Regions from separate parts of the Bos taurus genome. Here region 2 is linked to region 1. The links are chromatin contacts, called in public Hi-C maps. All regions are on one chromosome and are shown on one strand. Each heading gives the region's core, a stretch centred on a gene start, on an enhancer-like site or on the middle of the called end of the contact. The rest is flanking DNA. Distances are from core to core; before and after follow the strand shown. Region 1 holds the start of CEBPA (CCAAT enhancer binding protein alpha). Region 2 has its middle 14 kb from the start of TRNAW-CCA.

Region 1 (6,489 bases), core at 898-3,397:
TCTCCAATGTATGCAAGTGAAAAGTGAAAGTGAAGTCCCTCAGTCGTGTCCGACTCCTAGCGACCCCATGGACTGCAGCCTACCAGGCTCCTCCGTCCATGGGATTTTCCAGGCAAGAGTACTGGAGTGGGTTGCCATTGCCTTCTCTGAGGTCTTACTAACAAGGTCTTATTCCAATGCTCCCCCAGCCCAGGAGCCTCTGCAATTTTCTTGGATCCTAAGAGGAGACTTGCCTGCTGTGTGCACAGGGCAGCAGATGTACAAGCTAGAACAGGTCATTGTTAGTAGCCCTCTCTTTGTTCCTGCACCGGGGCAGACTTATTTTTAGCATCGCAGCGAAAATGAAAATCCCATTCCATGTTTTCCCTCCAGGTCTCCAGAGGTACACGGTGTATAAATGGTCCTGCACCCTGGGGCAGAGAGCAGCTCCTCATATAGGCATTTATTGAATACATCCACTTTTACTCCCAGGCCAAAAGTATCAAGCTGAATATATCTTATGTATGAGCTCTGGACCAAAACATGAAGCAGTTGGGTCATTAATCATGGGTAATATGTTGAATAGGAACTTGATTAAAGCACAGTCTGCGTTCCCCAGACGAAGCTGCTTCTTTGCTGTGACCACAGTGGAGTTTAGCCTCCCCCGGCCTCGCTTTCACGCTGCGCCTCCTTGAGGGCTCCTGGACGAGTGGTGGCGTCTCGCCAGCCTTTGGAAGCCCGCTGTCCGCGAGGGGTCGTCACCGGCTCAGCCCCAGGGATTCTCAAGCAGGCAAACTTCCAGATAGAGCCCAGACGGCGTTGGTCTTCGGGGCACTTAGTCGATAAGGGCAATGGGGACTAGAAGCGGGAGCAACTTGCGGGCTCTCGAAGCCCCAAGGGAGTAGGCTGTCTCCGCGATCCCTAAGCAGAACGCGCGAGGCGCCACGTGGCTGGGGAAACGCGCTGCCTTAAACCCCTTCCCCCTGCAGCAGCCAGGGCGGAGGCGGCGCGGCGCCCAGGGGTCACAGGGGCCCGGCCACCTTCTTCCTCAGGATTCCAGGGACCCAGCGCCCTGCGAACCAGCCTGCAAGGCTCTCTCATTAGGTGCTTGGACCCAGAGCCGCAGAGATTCGGAGACCCCGGCTCTCTCCACAGCCCCGCTCGCGCCTTGGAGAGCACCTGAATGGGGAGTAGGGGAGAAGGTTGTGGGTTCCAGCGCCGTTGATCGCCGGCCCCGCTTCGGGATCCCCGTCTCGGAGTCAAATTCTCCTCCTCCCCCTATGCGTCTCCCCTCGCCCGGGTACCCCAGCCCCGGAATCCAGCTGGGCCCGTCCCTCTGGGGAAAAAACGCGGCCCCGCGCCGGGTAGCAGCGCCAATTCCGTGCACCTAGCAACACCTAGAGCTCCGGCAAGGAGAAATAATTAACAAGAAAGTTTCCCAGCCCGGGCGGGTGGACGAGCCGAGTCCTCTAGACTCCCGGACTGTGGCCGCCTCCCCTTTCCTCTGCTCCCCGCGGGGTCCTAGCGCCCGGCACTGCGGGCCCGTGTGACCCTGGAGTACTTGCGCGTGTGGGGAGGGGGGTGGGTGGAGAGGAGCGGAGAGGTACTTTTGCGCGGAATCTGTGCGGGTGCCTGGGTATCAGAGACGCAAAATCCCGGTTCTCCTTGGCATCTCCAAGCGGCAGCGTGCACTGGGCCGCACGTCCGAAACTGTTCCCTGCCCCCCACCCCTGACCCCTTCTTTACGCAACCTTCTTGCAGAGTACGCGGACCCGGACGGAACCGGTTCCAGCTTTTAAAGTGAGTCCGCGCCAGGGAAGCTCAGAGACCAAGACCTGCCTCTCCGCCCACCCCAACCAACCCTAACTCCCTGTGTGGCGTCGGGTGTTCCCGGGCTCCCCGATCTTTGGCTGGAGGTGGGTCCCCTGGAGAGGCTACAGGAGGGGGCCCTGCCGTCGACCACTGCTGCGCGGGGGCGACAACTCTACCCTGGGTGGGGCACCGCGCGCGGGTCTCGGTTCGGCGGGCGACGCAGGAGGTAGTAGGCGTTGCCCCGCGGCCCCTCCCAGCCAGCGCTGAGCTCCAGCCCCACTCGCCGCCCTCTGCAGCCCGCAGGCGCTAAGACCCAGGAGGCGCTGCTCCGTTGTCACCGTTTGCACACTAGAGGGCGACAAACCGGTATAAATGCTGGGCCCGCGCGGGCCTGGCCATTCGCGACCGGGAGCTGAGCGGGCGCGAGCGAGTAGGGGCTCTGGGTGGGCGGTGGCAGCAGCGGCGCCCCGCGCAGGCTGGAGGCCGCCGAGGCTCGCCATGCCGGGAGGACTTTAGCTCCCCCATGGAGTCGGCCGACTTCTACGAGGCGGAGCCGCGGCCCCCGATGAGCAGCCACCTCCAGAGCCCCCCACACGCGCCCAGCAGCGCCGCTTTCGGCTTTCCCCGGGGCGCGGGCCCCTCGCAGCCCCCCGCCCCACCTGCCGCCCCGGAGCCTCTGGGCGGCATCTGCGAACACGAGACGTCCATCGACATCAGCGCCTACATCGACCCGGCCGCCTTCAACGACGAGTTCCTGGCCGACCTGTTCCAACACAGCCGGCAGCAGGAGAAGGCCAAGGCGGCCGCGGCCCCCGCAGGAGGCGGCAACGACTTTGACTACCCGGGCGCCCCCGTGGGCCCCGGCGGCGCCGTCATGCCCGGGGGGACGCACGGTCCCCCTCCTGGCTACGGCTGCGCGGCAGCCGGCTACCTGGACAGCAGGCTGGAGCCTCTGTACGAGCGGGTCGGGGCGCCGGCGCTGCGGCCGCTGGTGATCAAGCAGGAGCCGCGCGAGGAGGACGAAGCGAAGCAGCTGGCGCTGGCCGGCCTCTTTCCCTACCAGCCGCCGCCGCCGCCGCCGCCGCCGCACTCGCACCCGCCGCCCGCTCACCTGGCCGCCCCGCACCTGCAGTTCCAGATCGCACACTGCGGCCAGACCACCATGCACCTGCAGCCCGGCCACCCCACGCCGCCGCCCACGCCCGTGCCCAGCCCGCACCCAGCGCCCGCGCTCGGCGCCGCTGGCCTGCCAGGCCCCGGCGGCGCGCTCAAGGGGCTGGCCGCCACGCACCCCGACCTCCGTGCGGGCGGCGGCGGCGGCGGCAAAGCCAAGAAGTCCGTGGACAAGAACAGCAACGAGTACCGGGTGCGGCGCGAGCGCAACAACATCGCGGTGCGCAAGAGCCGGGACAAGGCCAAGCAGCGCAACGTGGAGACGCAGCAGAAGGTGCTGGAGCTGACCAGTGACAATGACCGCCTGCGCAAGCGGGTGGAACAACTGAGCCGCGAACTGGACACGCTGCGGGGCATCTTCCGTCAGCTGCCCGAGAGCTCCCTGGTCAAGGCCATGGGCAACTGCGCGTGAGGCGCGCGGCGGCGGGACCGCCCTGGGCTGGTCGCCGGCTGGGACCCAGGGAGTGGCTTCGGGTCTCCGGATCTCAAGACTGCCCGAACCGCGTAAGCCAGGACCAGGAGATTCCGGTGCTGCCTGAGAGCCTGGCCTGCTGCGCGTGCCCCTTGCCTTCCTCTGCGCCGGACACGGTGCGTCTAAGATGAGGGGTCAGGCAGAGAGGAGAAGCGCCATGGGGCTGAGCCGGGAGCCCGGCAACTCTAGTATTAAAGGAATAACCCTGTGCCTTGGAAACGCAAACTCACCGCTCCGATTCCTACCGAGTAGGGGGAGCAAATATGTGCCTTGTCAATTTATTTGGAGGGTTCTTGCCCCCACGAGAGGAGGGGTGCAGGCCCCCGGCAGGAGGAAGGTTCAGGGAGCTGAGATCCCGATAAAGCCAGCACTGGCGGCGGCTCCTGAGCGCCTGTCCTTGGAGGGGAGGAAACACAGGGACTTGGGGCTTTGAACCTAAGGTTGTTCCCCTTGTTCTGCGTGAAGGTGGAGGGTCCCTAGTTCCTTGCCTCTGAACTCCCAGCCTGCAAAAGGCTGGGCTCTCCCGGGCAGAACTCACTGAGATGGATGTCACCAGGTGACCAGTGGGAGCCTGCGACCCCTAGTCAGATCAGAAAGCTAGGTCGAGGGTTAGCTAGGAGGACATATGTTCATGGGATTGATGGCCTGGTGGAAGAGGGGAACCTAGAGATCTGGTCTGGGGGTCAGTAGGGGGTGGTGAAGGGACACTGGGACCATCAGCCTTGTCTGTACTGTATGTCGCCAGCATTGCCATATACACATGAAGCACAATCAGTCCATCCCAGAGGGACCGAAGTTATGAGAAGCTTTCCAAATATTTTGCTTTATCAGCCGACATCAACACTTGTATCTGGCCTCTCTGTGTCCCTGCGGTGCCTTGTGCAATGTGAATGTGCACGTCTATGCTAAACCACCATTTTATTTGGTTTTTGTTTTGTTTTGGTTTTGCTCAGAAACTTGCCAGAATGAGGCTCTTCGTCAGCAGCTGCAGGGAGGGTCTGCGGCTGTCTTTCCTTTTGGTTTTGGGATTGTTTTTGCTCCCAGGGGAACCAAAGAGGCGAGGTGGGCTTCCCCTTTCCCCTCAGCTCTCCCTGGGGGTGGCTGTGGGCCTCAGTCCCCGCCGGCCCTGGCTGTGGGCAGCCTGGTCCCCCCAGAGGCCCTGGCTCCGGGTCTGGAAGGGAGGCGGCCTCAGCCAGCGTTCACTCACCGATTCAATCGCTGGGCCTGGGAGCGGGGAGGGCGGCTTTGGTTCTCTTCTTTGGGGAGGACATAGAGTTTCATGCTAGATGTTTTATGTATTATATCTATAATATAAACATATCAAAGTCCGTTTTGGTGTCTTTTTAAAACTAGAAAATCTACTTCCAAGGTTTTTTGTGGGCCAGGTCACATTTGTGAATAATCACAGCATATTCTTTGGCTGAGAGCCTGACTTTCATTAGCTCTCCAACCATCCTGAGCCCCTCTTTACATTAAGGGGGTGACTTCTCCCAACCAAGGCAAATAAATGGCAGAAGGTAGACAAGGCTCGAACCTGAGAAGGCCAAAGCCTGGAGAGGCTCCGGGTATGTGGTGGGAAGAGGGGTGTGCCGAGGTATCATGGGGCCTTGGTGTGGCCTCTCAGCCCCTGGCAGGAGAAGAGGGACTTGGAGAGGGGGCCCTCTGCCTGAAGTTGCCACAGCCTCTCTGGAACGCGGGCAGACCTGGCCCAGGAGCTCCAGGCTCCAGAGGCCCTTTGACCACACTGACTTCCAGATCACTCACAGCCCCAGCTCTGGAAGCCTTGCTCACACCTGCCTTTGCCCCAGCCCTCCGGCGGGACCGTGGGCGGGCAGGGAGAGGCCACAAGCGGTAAGGACCCTCCACCCCTCCCCGCTTGCTCAGGCCCACATGACTGCTGCCTCTCCCAGTGGGGGCCCTGACAGGAGCCCTCCACGGGCCCTCCTCACCTGCCCTGCCCCAGCCTACCCAGGAAGGGGGACCCACAGCAGGCCTGCACTGGATGTCTGGCCCTTCCCCACACACTGCAGGAAAGGCAAGGAACAGGCCCAGCATTCGCCTCCCCACTGCACCCACCCTGAACCAAGTCCCTGACTCCAACAACTGCACCATGAGGACAAGTATTCAGGACCCCCCCACCCGCCCCCAGCAGCAGTGCTGCCTACCAAGGGAGGGCACACACTCATGTCCGCAAGAAGAGGGCCCAGGAGGAAGTAACCCAGGAGACCAGCAGGGCTTTCAAGAGTTGACTCTCTCTGAGGGTAAAAGGCAAAACTCTTTGCCTTCTGTTTTCACCTCGAGACTGTTTACTTGAGCAGCTGACACCGTATGCCAACGTGGGCTGTGACCATTTCAAGAAATTACACATTCTTTTTAAATTCTGAAAATTTTCGCTTCACCTCCCGTGTGGTTAACGGGGTGACTTAGCTGCCTCCCACCCCACTCCCCGACCCCCTCCGCCGCCCTATCTCTCGGTCCCTGTCTTGCCTCCTCCTCACCCTTGGCCGCCCTTGGTGGAGGAAAGGCCGCGAGCCCCAGTGAGGAGGCGGCAGCCTGCCCCGCCGCCTGGGAACCAAGGAGGCAGAGCCCCACCGCCTGCCTAGAGGCCTGGGGCAGGCCACAGCTTGCTAGGCCCCAGCAAACCCTCTCTGAGTTCAGTGCTAATTCCAGTTTTTCTTGTTTGAGGGGGCCAAGCCTCGGCTTCCCCCTTTGCCCCCAGAACAGATCCCAAGACAAATGGGGGAGGGGCGCCCCTCCTGCCTCACACCTCTCTCTGGTTCCACTGTCCCAGCTCCAGGGGTTTCCTCTTTCAAAGCTCTCTGCTCAAGAAAGGGCACCCCTCCTGTCGCAGACCCTGAGGTCCAGGGCAGGCTTTGTTGGGAACAAGACAGCCCCAGGAAAGGGGTGGGGCTCATGAGGCCCCCAGTAGGGTCCCCAGTAGACAGAGCAACCCACTTGGGGGGAGGGGGGAGCATGGGGTGAACCTGCCTGGCATGTGCCCTGTGCCAAGGCAGAGGGGCCCCCACGGAGAGCTGGTCCTTACCACCCACTGC
Region 2 (6,667 bases), core at 1,898-4,397, 51 kb before region 1:
AAAGTAAAATATTGTCAAACACGAGTCTTATACCCAGTAAAATTATCTCTACAAAAATGAAAATAAAAGAAAGACATTCCCAGGTAAACAAGCCTAAAAGAATTTATTGATAGCACACCTGTATGACAAGAAATATTCAGGCAGAAAGCAAGTGACTGCAGACAGTAATTTGAAAACACACACATGCACACATACACACACTCAGAGAGCACTGGTAAAGGTAAGTATGAGGCAGTTGTAAAATAATACATAATCGTATATTTCTTCTCCTGTATTCCCTAAACTGAATTATAAAACTATGGTATATGGTCGTGTTGTTGAGTTTATAACATATAGACATACACTATATTTGACAATAACATTACCTAGAAGGAAGGTGGGAGCAAACCTATATTGGGGTAAGGAAGGCATAAAGGTGATAACTCAAATCTACAGTAATAGATGAAGAGAAAAGAAAGGGTAAGAAGGTAATATAAAAACTCTATAAATATATATTTGCTTTCCTTTCTTTTCTGTTTCTTTAAAACACATGATACTACATAAAATCAATTATAATTATGTATTGTTGGGTTTTAACATATAAAGTGTAAAAAATTAATATTCAGAAAACTCAATTACATAGAGTCAGGAGACCAGTAGGGGGAGCTCTCATGTCCTGTGACAATAGCAGAACTCAACAGGAAGAAGACTCCTTCTTTCCTGGCAAGGACTCAGCCAACAGAAAGTCATGGACTCTACTTACAAGTGCCCTGTCAACTTCCTCTACCCCTCGACCCTCCCCCCCATAAAAATGTTCTCCTTTCCTTGCTGTGTGGGGACTTGCATGTGGCTTCCCATGGCTACAGACCCCAAATTTCAATTCTCTGCCAATCTCAAATAAATCCGTCTTTGCTGAAGAAATTTCTAGTAGCCTATTTGTTTCAGGTCAACAAAAGACATAAACTTTATAACAATAATAGCATACAGAAGAGGTGGAATGGAGCTTTTTAGGAGTAAAGTTTCTATGTTTCACTGTAACTAAGTCATTATAAATCTGAAGTAGATTTTGATCAGGTAAAATTTAAGAGTATAGTGATTTCTGTACAACTCTGAATATATCAAGAAATACTGAATTGTCTACCTTAAATCTGTGAATTGTATGGTATGTAAATTATACCTCAATAAATGTGTCATTTAAAAAGACATGGAAGATCTGAATAATAACATATAACTGCAATCTAATAGATAAAACATATCAATGCTCTGATGGCCAAAGTACATGCAATCTTTCCAAATACCCAGGGAATAGTCACACACACACAAAAGAAGTTTACATTAGGCAATAAAAACAATGTGAATATATTCCCCCAAAGCAGAACTTTCACTTATCCACAATGCAATAAAACTAGACGATAAATAAAAAGGATCAACATAATAAACTTATAAATAAAAATAAAATAATTTTTAAAACATTTTGAATATAATAAATCTTTGGAATAATAAAAATGGCAATTTCCTTATGTTTAAAAAATATTATGAAAACAGTATATATTAACTTTTGAGGGGATTTATCTACTCAAGAAAATACAGTTTTAAAGGCTTTGTTTTTGGTATTTTTTTGGCTACAAGAGATCTTTGTTCCCCCATCAGGGATCAAACCTGCGCCCCCTGCTTTGGAGGCTTGGAGTCTTATCTTCTCGACCATCAAGGAAGTCCCTAAAGACTTGTATTATTGGAAAAAAATAAAGGAGCAATCATTTAGTTTGGGGAAGTAGATGGGGGATTTCTTTATCTGAAATCCAATATTTAGGAAGTTGCTCATGGAATCCAAGGTAATCATAACATGGAAATATTCATGGTCATGGTAAAAGGATTGGCCATGGTTAACATAAACTCATATTTCCTGACCCAACAGGAGAGCCATTTTGCCCTTCATGTTACCATTTTGAGCGATCAGTCTCTTTGTGGCAAAGGAATGGGATACACATACAACAGATCACCACAAAATGAGATTGAAAAAAAAAACCAGCCCAGATTCCTCACAGTCTGTGTAAGACATATTGATTGCTTGTATCACAAGCAAAGCCATTGTTAGAGGTGGACGGGGCACGATTCAGACAGGTCAACAACTGAGGAAGGAAATCGATGGCTAAAGGATACTGACATGAAAAAGAATGAGCTAAATAGCAAAGGGAGGCTCTTGGGATAATTAATAAAGTCACCTTCTTTGTCCTCACACTGTGACAGTCTAAAGGGAAATCCACCGAGGATGAGCACACACAATAAACAGAACCTCCCCCAACATCACCTGATTCATTCTTTGTTCATATTTAAGAATTGCCCATGATTGGCAGTGAAGCCCATTTTCTGAAACACAAAATAAAACCTTTGTAATGCTTATTCAATTTTCAAGGCAAAGCCCTAATCTCATATATTTTCACTATACTATGAAATTTTGGCTCCTGTTTTAAATGGATTCACTCCAATTCCCCTTCATTTACTTTTAGTACTATTTTTTCCTAGGATAATGTGGCCTCCCTCTTCCCCCAAATTAACATTTCACCAGCAGTTAGTTCTTTAGTGTGGATATCTTTTTCTGATGGCTGAAAAGGTGAAGGCAAAAAAAAAACTGGGGGTGCATTTTGGAACTAACGAAACAACTCAGAGATGGAGTTGGTGCTGAAGGAGTCCTCCAGGTAGGGAGCACACAGTGTCAACTTCAGTTTTGCCTGGTGCATCAATGGGGTACTGGAAAACAGAGGATGCCCTAAACAAGAAACAGGCTGTGTTGACAGAGTGCAGTAATACTCAGACATTTGGGCCCAAACACCAATTTCCCTTGAATCGTCAACAAAAACCATATGGAAGTCTTATCTTTTGACCTGCTCTGTTCAGCCACTCGCCTCTCTCTTGCCTCACAAAGGGCGTTCTCCTCTGAAGAAACCAGCTTCTCTTGATCATTGCCAATACCTGTACAGGGCAACAGCACCCGAGCCTCACAGGGATGCTCCCTTGTCTTTTAGAAGCCACTCGAGTCACATGTGGAAGATATCGTTCAGCTGGCCCGCAGTACAGGTGTCCAGACAAGCAGTTTATTCCCTGGAGTGGTGAATTCCAAACTTCTGTATGCAACAAAACAAGCATCTGATGGGGCAGGTGGCATGTCAGGGCGTGTTCTGGCACTTATTTTTGTATTCGTACTCCAGACCTACATACCACTACTCAACCGTGACTCTGATAAGGCTTGTGGTATTTTTTTTTTTAAACGTGGTGTACGACTTCCTTGTGGGTCGAGTGGTTGAGAATCCACCTGCTAATGCAGGGCACATGGGTCTGATCTCCGGTGTGGGAAGATCCCACATGTGAAGGGGCAACTAAGCCCGTGCCCCACAACTACTGAGCCCGAGAGCCTAAAGCCTCTGCTCCACAAGAGAAGCCACCATAATGAGAAGCCGGCACACCACGACTAAAGAAAGCCTATGTGTAATGATGAAGGCCCAGTGCAACCAGAAACACACAGAGAAATAATTTTTTAATGATAAAATATTTTAAAATTAAAATAATAAAGATATAGCGTAATACGTCTTTTTATGGGGAAAAAGAAAGAGTTTGGTCTCAGCAGTGAGGGACATATGGCTGCCACATTTTATTTTTTGCTTCACTACAAGTAACCTGAGTAACTTTTCCAAGAGAAGTTTCAGAATCAATTATTTTTTTCTCTTCTCCTATTTTTTAAAGTTTAGCAATGTGTGGAAAAATTAAGTTTTTAGGTTAAACGTGAGAATGAATTTTAAGCTCTCTGCTCCTTTTTGGATGCACACCCTGAGGCAGTAAATCAACTCCAAGTGGACACCACTGGGTAAGGGTGGTTGTCTCCAGTGCCCGAAGGTGAATGGCCTTCAGCTTCCTGTTGATCATGAACTGAAAGAAAACTCACCATCCAGCCTCACTGGGTTTGTTCACCCATGGATTTCTGAGCCACATCATCCCTGGGATCTTTCCCTCATTGCTTTTCCCAGCTGTGGGATTTTCTAATTTATGGTACAAAGCTACTCATGTGATTGGTTAACCTGACCTGTATAGTTTTGCTTCAAGAAATTACCTCAGGATTTTAAGTGTTTTACATCAGATGTTGAATATTTAATGCATGACTAAACTGATGAGTCACTAATAAACACACAAAACTTGATTTCCCTCTGGGAATGCACCATCCCTTTTTGTAATTCACCCCATACATATATCTGTCATGGACTAAAAGGGTGTGTGCAATTATTTCAGTGTGGGAGAATCTCAAGATGATTAGCTACAACCACGGTGTTTTAAAGGTGTGACTGTTGTGGGCACAGCCAGATAATTAATTAGATTTGAACAGTCTGAGTGCCAATGTCTGTCCTTGAAATTAATTGAAGGTCTTCCAAAAAGAAAAAAGGATTACTTATGTCCTTCAGAACATAAATCAAAAAAACTTTAAAATGTTTCAGTAATTCTTAAAATGTCAGGAATTGCCCTAGTTCCCTGTGCTTAAAGGGATTTATTAAGAGTTATTTTCCCATGACAACTTTTAAATGAAAAACTCCAAGCTGAAAAAAAAGGAACTGGGATAATTGGCTTGGATGGATTCAAGTTCCAGTTCTGCACTGTAACTCTGGGTGCAGAGAGTTTAAAGGGGCAGATGTGCTCTGAAAATATACTCTGTGAATTCGTGCATTGCACTACGGAAGGTAATGAACAGTGCTGAGATGTATAGCATTCACCCAGGAAGTGGGTCATCCCAGGCTTCATTCTTTCATGGTTTCAGGACCAGGCACAGTGCTGTGGTTTTGCAGATGAGATCTTGCCTGTGTTCTGAGCCAAAATATAGCCTCTCCCTGCACCATCCCGCAGAGCAAAGCCAGCAGGGCACCCAAAGCCCTGGCATCACCCTTCTCCACACCTCAGCCAGAGCCCCTTCTACCTGGATGGCTCCATGTCTCCCAGGACTCCATGACTCCAGGTGGCTCTTGTGGGATTACTAAGCTTCAGAGTAATGAGGAAAACACCAAAATGTCTCAACTTTATTAGGTAAGCATCAGACACTCTGGGGCAATGGGAAATGGCAACCCACTCCAGTATTCTTGCCTGGAAAATTTCATGAACAGAGCAGCCTGGCAGGCTATACAGCCCATGGGGTCGCAAAGAGTTGGACACCACTGAGCATGCACACAGATACTCTTCAGACTGCAGAGAGATCATCAGAAAACGTAAACAATTTACGGAAAGCAGATTTCACTTTCTGATTCATTGATGATTGTCCCTAGAACCTTTTGTTTGTTTCCATTTTTTTAAACAAACTATATCCAACAATGTGAAATGCAGAGGAAAAGGGTAAAGGAAAAGATACTTTTTTTTTTTCCAGTAAAGGCCAGACAATAAACTTAGGACTGTATCAAGTACAGTGAGGTTTAATGGGAAGCTCTCATGGGGTCCCAGCTCTGATGGAAGACAAACGTGCTCTCAGGGATGTGCGTCACTTCCTCAACCCTGGAGCAGCCCAATCAGGACGGGGCTGCTTCAGTTTGGCCTCTGTCCACCCTGGTCTTTGCTGCCAGCAGATGGTCCGCCATCCTTGCGTCATTTACTCCATATCCAAGGTCACAGCAACAGGCCTGCAATTGGCCAGAGTGTGGGTCCCACACCTCCCTGCTTCCCCCCATCATTTCAAGCGAGGAAGCACTCACCTCTTCAGCTACCATGGGGACTGGGATGCACAGCGAGGCAGCAACCTATAGTTATATCCCTGTGCACAGATCACATGGTAGGGGAAAAGTCATTTCTCGCGAGAACTGAGATCCGAGTGCAAATAGAAGCTGGGCCAAATCCCAGCCTGGCTGAAAAAGTAGAGGACCAGCCGGTGCTTGGACTGCGGGAGCCCGACCCAGGAGGGCTTCTCCCTCTTCCAAGCTCCCACAGCATCTCTGTGGATTCCACTCACTGGTCATGTCACATCCCATGCCCGGGTTCATGAGTACCTCCCAGCGAGATGGCAAGCTTCTCACAGCCATCTCCCAGGAAGCCTGCACAGCGCTATGAACATAACAGTTACTCAAAACATATGTGTTGACTAAGAATAGTGAAACCAATGACATATGTGAGTATCACATGAAGTCCTATTACACTGTTTTCTGGAGAAATAGCCAAGTGTCGGGATAAACCCCGGGGCTGAGCAAACCCATGTTCTCATCTGAGATCCGTGTGACCTTGAGCTAGTTTTTCTCTCCTTTCTGGGCTTCAGTTTCCTCATCTACGGTCTGGATGATAATACCTACCTTGAAGGATTGTTAGGATAATCAGAGATAGTGCAGGCAAAGCTTTGTGCCTGGCACATAGCAGGCATCCAACATACAAGTTTTAACTAATTGTAATTGGACATGGACTTGTCATGGACTGTTCCTCACACAGATATTTCATGCCTTGATTAAAGACAAATGTGTTGTGCCTTTAAGTTCTTCTTTAGAGAATCTTGGATTAATTGCCAATTTGCTTTACATCATAGAATATGTATGTATTACATGCACACTTTTTTAAAATTTCCGGAATTTTTAGACCTGGATATTAGAAGATCAACATTCATTAATAACTTGTTTTAAATGGTATGATGAAAAGAGATAGGGAAACCCAGTTCTGTGTCTGGAAAATATGTTAACATTTT

Evidence for each region. Hi-C and Micro-C count contacts between places; a contact is called where the count stands out from the background.
Region 2: a Hi-C map of skeletal muscle shows a contact between it and region 1, with 3 times the contacts expected there. The contact joins the enhancer-like site here to the promoter of CEBPA in region 1. A contact is called at or near these places in 2 of 11 Hi-C or Micro-C datasets (skeletal muscle and an unstated tissue).

What each region holds. Positions count from the first base shown.
Region 1 is chr18:43,725,136-43,731,624 of ARS-UCD2.0, reverse strand. It overlaps CEBPA (CCAAT enhancer binding protein alpha), which reads left to right and starts at 2,147. Exons shown (of 1, transcript NM_176784.2): 1 at 2,147-3,377. The coding sequence starts at 2,315. The coding sequence ends at 3,376.
Region 2 is chr18:43,777,396-43,784,062 of ARS-UCD2.0, reverse strand. No RefSeq gene overlaps it. Among named protein-coding and RNA genes, the nearest start is that of TRNAW-CCA, 14 kb to the left of the region's middle. Within about 2 kb of position 3,147, at least 7 of the 102 cell types and tissues checked have an H3K27ac peak or open chromatin away from gene starts, as enhancers often do.